Regions from separate parts of the Mus musculus genome. Here region 1 is linked to region 2. A link is a contact called in public HiChIP or PLAC-seq data. All regions are on one chromosome and are shown on one strand. The core of a region is the stretch at or near the end of the contact, and the rest is flanking DNA. Distances in the headings are between cores, read along the strand shown. Region 1 has its middle 9.9 kb from the start of Gm25214. Region 2 has its middle 8.1 kb from the start of Gm33185.

Region 1 (3,143 bases), core at 441-2,940, 700 kb before region 2:
TGGTCAATCAAATCCAGAGCTTGTTGTCACTAGCCAGCTTGCTCAGAGGACCTGGTTTCTGCTTTCTGAGACTGGAATTGCTGGTGGTATGGATATATATATATCACCACCCCAGCTCTGGGAGATCCAGTGCCCTCTTCTGGTCTCCACAGGTTCTACATGCATATAATATATAGACATACATGCAAGTAAAATACATAAAATATAAATATTATAAAATGGTAGCACTTAGCCTGGATGTGGTTCACTGGCGGAGTGCTTGCCTAACACACACAAGGCCTTGGCTTTGAACTCCAGCAATTGCAAAAAGGAAAAAAAAAAAAAAAGAGTTAACTTTTCCTTTACATTTTTTTATATTATGATGAGCAAACTAGAGAGTCCCAGGAGAATTTCCCAGGGTGACAAAGAGACTCCTCACAGCCTGATTCTCCACCACAGGGCATCCCCAGGTGCTGGAGAAGGTTCGAGAAGTGCTTCCTCCTGGGCCAGTGGGGCGTGCTGGCCTCCACATCTACTTCCTCCCAGCCTGAAAGCTGGAAAGATTGCAAACAAAACAAAACCAAAAAAAAAAAAAAAAAAAAAAAAGTCTACTGGGAAGTGTCTCAAAGCTGCTGTGGGTGAGCAGACATCACCATAAAAAAACAGTGGCTCCGCCCCCACCCCAATAATTCTCCAAGATTTCCAGCAAGACCATGTCTCCTTAGCCCTTTACAAAAAAAAATCCCATGAATGAGCCATCCAAAGACCTGTTACTCGGCTACTGTACTCCTGAAGCCAAAACACTATAAAGATTTATTTATTTTATTTTATGTATATAACTACACCGTAGCTGTACAGATGGTTGTGAGCCTTCGTGTGGTTGTTGGGAGTTGAATTTTTAGGACCTCTGCTCGCCCTGGTCGGCCCTGCTCACTCAGGTCAACTCTGCTCGCTCAGGCCCAGATTTATTTATTATTATACGTAAGTACTTTGTCGCTGTCTTCAGACACACCAGAAGAGGGCGTCAGATCTCGTTACGGGTGGTTGTGAGCCACCATGTGGTTGCTGGGATTTACACTCAGAAACTTCGGAAGAGCAGTCAGTGAGTGCTCTTACCCGCCCTTACCATCTCGCCAGCCCCCAAGACCCTATAAAAAATCGAGTGGCTCCCTCCAGAGTTCTGGCTCAAGCAAAAAAAAAAAAAAAAAAAAGACGCTAAATCATCTTAAATCCCCATCTGCCTGAGACCCCCTCTGAGAAACACAACCATAAATATGCGTGGCTCTGTTGCCATTCACGCCGGAAACAACCGCGATGTTGCCTGTTTTACTACCTATGGACCAGAAAGACAGCAGCGGGGATTTTTGGAACACTCCAGGCAAAGCTATGAGCTTCCTTCTCTCCCAAGGGAGAGGGTGCTCTCTCGATCAGGGACAAGTGCCCTGGGATAGGGCCCGAGGCATGGCCAAAAAGCCTGGCAGTGGCCGGGAAAGCCAAAGATGGGAAGAAAGCATCGGTGACACAGCCCTGCCTCCCTCTCCTCCCCCGCTCAGGTTAGAAATATCAACAACATTCCTGCCCACTGTAATCAAATACTTACGCAAAAAGCTATGGAATGCGCAATAATTTGTCAGGCATCCTTTTAGCCCAGTCCACTGGAGCAAACTCTGCCCGGGCCCCTTGACCCTCAGAGGGTGCCCTTTGACCTTACTTGGACCTCTTTTATGCGCAGCTTCACTCTGACCAGATGGCTAAACTATCAAAGGATTTTATGAGTCAAAACTACTGCTTTCTCAATTCACAAGTTGCGTATTTCTATCCGTGTTTGTGTGACCGGTCTACGTGAAGCTTTAAATTGAAAACACAAGAGGGGGCCCCCGCAGCTGGGGCCCGCCTCCCCGTATTGTGTGTGAGCACGGGGGTTAGGGCTGTTTGCAGAGAAAACAGCTGACACACAGATGCAGACAATTTCAGCTAAATATTTAAAATAGCCATCAAGAAAAGGATGGCTGATTATTTTTCTCCCTCCTCTGGTTCCACCCATGATCTTTTGTGGCGCTCGAGGCAAGCACCGTTCTTACGCAAATCAAAACCTCATCCTTTCCTCCTTCTAGCGGAGGCCGGTGGGCAAAATGTAAAAATAATAAGAAAAGGGGCTGAGATATAACTCTGTAAATAAAAGAGCCTGATGCCAAACTTGATGATCCAAGTTCGAATCCCAGGACCCACAAGGTGGAAAAGAGACCTAACTCCTGAAAGTTGTCCTCTGGTGCACGTGCGCGCGCGCACACACACACACAGACACACACACTAAATTTTGATATAAAAATATTTCACAGCTGGAGAGCTGGCTCATTGGGCTACTCGCTGCTTTTGTGGGGGACCCCGGTTTTGAGTCGCAGTCCCCACATGATGGCTCGGAAGCACTTGTGACTCTAGTTCTAGGGGATCTGCTGTGCTCTTCTGGCCTCTGTGAGCACCAGGCCTGCATGAGAGGAATAGACACACACACACACACACACACACGTTTGTATGTATGTATGTATATATGTATGCATATATATAATGCAGTATTTACTTAAAACCTTGTCTGGTAAAAAGAAAAGGGTTCCAGCTTTGTTCAGCATCTGAAGGTGTGTGTGTTTGCACATGCACGTGAGTGCACACCCACATTTATATGTATCTATTATATACATATACATGTGTACACACACACCTACATATATAATGCAGTATTTATTTAAAGCCTTTTCTGGTAAAAAGGAAAGGTTTCCGTTCAGCATCGGAGGCTGTGAGTGCAAACGGCACAGAGGAGGGTCAGGGGACAGTATGTGCATGCATAGGCCAGAGGACAATGCGAGGTGTCATCTTCCCTCAGCCGCTTCTCCGTGATATTATTACAGGCTCTCACTATGTAATTAATCCTGGAGACCAGGCTGGCCTCAGGCTCACAGAGACCTGCCTCCCTCAGCCTCCCGAGTGCTGGGATCACAGGTGTACACCGCCATGTCTGGCCATCCACCTTGTGGTTTTGAGATGTGGTCTTCTACTAAGCCTAGAGCTCATCAACGGTGGTGTCCAGTTTTCTATCAACCTGACCCAAGCTGGAGCTATTTGGGAAAAGGGAAACTCAACTGAGAAAAATGCCCCTACCAGATTGGCCT
Region 2 (2,757 bases), core at 64-2,563:
TTCCACCAGAACCAAGGTCCTGGGCATCATCTTGGGCTCGTGCATGTATGGGTGTGGGTGTGTGTATGTGTGTGTGATAACTGGAGTTATCTCCATGTTACATGACTAGAGAACCCACCGTGGAACAGCCAGAGGGCTTTGCTCTATCATCTTCAGCCCCTAACACTCTCCTGACAGCCCTCCTGCAGAAGATGCGGCCGAGGGCTGGCCTGGTCTGTGTGCACTTCGCTTCCGGGATAGTATCCCGGTTTCTTTTGGTCAGGCTGGTCTTGCCCAACTCTCTAACAGCAGGGCCTGCCCTTGCCCACAGCTACTGGGCTAGCTAAGCACATGACCCAATCAGGCCCAATGAGAAACCACCTTGGGTTCCTCTCTCTGTCACTGGGTTACTCTCCCTGAGGTTGCAGGAGTGCCACCACCAAGGGCCCGCCCACGAATGCCGCCGTACCCAAGGGACACAGAGTGGGGCCATGGGTAAGAAAGAGCCCGGGTACCACTCTTTGGATCTCAGAATTCAATTCGGGCCCCATATTGGAAGTTTCCTGTTGGGGAGTGACAGAATTTCTTTGCTTAAGCCAAATTGCCCCGAGTTAGCACTCACTTTCAGCTCAGACACCTGCCTGAGGCCGTAGGAAATCCACCCGGATGGGAACCGCTTTCACAAAAGGCTCAAAAGCCAGGTCGACAGGAGCCGGCACGTCCAGGATGCTGCAAAGTGGCCCAGCCACAGTAGGGGTGCAGACACCCTTTAAAGGGCTGGCCAGCTCGACCTTGCCCAGGAAGCCCTGTGCTGTTCAGCCCTGCCTGCCACCCACCTCTCAGGCTCCTGGATGACAAAGTAACAAACACACGCCTTACAGTCTCACTCACTCACTCACTCTGCGTTCCTCAGAGGGGACTACAGGTAGAGTACCCAAGGCTATGAGCTCTGACACCCCATTCCTAAATCCAGACTCCTAGGCAGGAATTCTCCACAGCTCAGGGGTGGCTAGGTCAAGCTAGAAACCCGACACCATCCTGCCCAGCCTGGGGGCCACAGCCAGGCTGCTGTAGCTGCAGGAGGGGCTTAGCTGAGCCCAACCTCCAACCATTCTCCACCTACCCACCCCCAAGTTCCCTACTTTGAAGCCTGAAAGCCAGGCATTCCTGTGCCTGTTCTCTATGTGACTTCATAAAAATGCAATTAACTGGATAAAAACCAGATTTCCCAGGAAACCCAACTGCAAGTTGGCTTCTCTTGGAAAATCATATGGCCTGGTCCTCTAGGGCCACAAGTCCAAGAGGCTTGTCTGAGCCAGTTGCTCCGAATGCTGTCTCTGGCAGAGGCAGAAGCGCCCGGAGACTGCTCCCTGTATCTGTACCAGTCTGTAGCTTCTTCTCTCACAAAAGCCCCCAAATGGCTGTCCTGGCCTTTGACAAGCCAGCCTCTGGCACTGCTGGGAGAGAGGGGGTTTTTGAATCTGTACTAAACCAAACCCAGACCTCAGAGTCTTTACCATCTCCCAAACCTCCCCAGGGCTCCTAGCCCATCCTTAGGTCTCACTCTTGGAAAGCCCCACCCCACCAGTCCTGATGCCAGCTGCTTTCTGTTCAAGCCCAGGCCAGCAGCTCCGTCTGCAAAGGGCCAGACAGTCGGTATGCTAAGCCTTGTGGGCCATGTGGTTGCTGTCCCAACTGTTGAACCCTGCCCTTGTGATCCTAAAGCCGCCTTAGTTAATCCATAAACACAGGCACAGCTGGAGCCAGGCATGACGGCACAGGCTTGCAATCGCAACACCCAAGACCCCAAGGATTATGAATTTGAGGCCAACCTGGGCTACATAGCCTTGTCTTCAAAAAGTATGGCTGTATCCCTCTAAAACTTTATGTACAAGAACAGTGTTGGGCCAGACTGGGCCCCAGAGCTTTGTCCTAAAGAGATGGCCCCACCCTCACCCCCCACTTCCAGACTAGAGAGCACTGCATTGTGGGTCCCAGCCATGGCTGCCAGATGGAGGGGTGGGGGAGGCTGCCTTGCCAACTAGGTTTAGGCCTGAATGTCCTCTGCCCAGAGGCCCCTGGTTAACCACTGCAATCCCATATTCTGATGAGAAGCAAGAAGCCCAGGTCAACGCCTTGCTGACCCCAGCATCGACCACCCTGCAGCCCTCTCATAGGCCTGGCTGAGGTCTCCAGGGTCCATGCCAACTGCTGGCAATCCACTCACAGCCCTGGATCAATTCCCAGGAGTTGAATCCCCAGTTTGACCATCAACAGAAGCCAAAGTGTCAAATACCAGGACCCCATGCTTACTGCCCCCCACCCCCCCACCCCCCACCCAGGTCACCAGGCACCCGGAACCAGGGACCTTGGGAGATGCCCATCCCAATATCCAGGAATAACTAAACTTACTCCTGGCTGGATGGGCTACGTTTCATCCCCAGAGCCCTTCATCAGAGTACAGGCTCAGAGCCCCCACACCTCAGTTTCCCCCTGTGCAAATGAGGGTAATTCCATCAACCTTCTCAAGGCTGCCTGGAATACTATAGTGATAGTGGAGGTGCTGCAGCTACCTTGAGCCCAGGAGGACAAACACCACATGCTGGCTGCTAAAGATATCAGAACAGTGGCCAGAAATATATAGCTCTGTCTAGTTCCCTAAGAAGCCCAAACAACTCAAATGGCCACTTCAGGGCTTTGGGTCACAGAAGGAAAAAATGAAGCATGGCTCAGTGGGGTTGCTGCCCTGCCTGGCCGTGCAGAGCCTGACTACAATGC

What was found. HiChIP or PLAC-seq counts read pairs in DNA pulled down with a chosen protein or histone mark.
Region 1: a contact with region 2 is called in an H3K4me3 HiChIP or PLAC-seq map of craniofacial prominence, with 6 times the contacts expected there. The contact joins two enhancer-like sites. A contact is called at or near these places in 1 of 115 datasets of contacts at active chromatin or transcription factors (craniofacial prominence) and 1 of 9 other capture datasets (embryonic stem cells).

The regions. Positions count from the first base shown.
Region 1 is chr2:168,870,693-168,873,835 of GRCm38.p6, reverse strand. No RefSeq gene overlaps it. Among named protein-coding and RNA genes, the nearest start is that of Gm25214, 9.9 kb to the left of the region's middle. Within about 2 kb of position 1,690, at least 37 of the 459 cell types and tissues checked have an H3K27ac peak or open chromatin away from gene starts, as enhancers often do. A contact at or near this core is called in craniofacial prominence, where this site is marked.
Region 2 is chr2:168,167,962-168,170,718 of GRCm38.p6, reverse strand. No RefSeq gene overlaps it. Among named protein-coding and RNA genes, the nearest start is that of Gm33185, 8.1 kb to the right of the region's middle. Within about 2 kb of position 1,313, at least 256 of the 459 cell types and tissues checked have an H3K27ac peak or open chromatin away from gene starts, as enhancers often do. A contact at or near this core is called in craniofacial prominence, where this site is marked.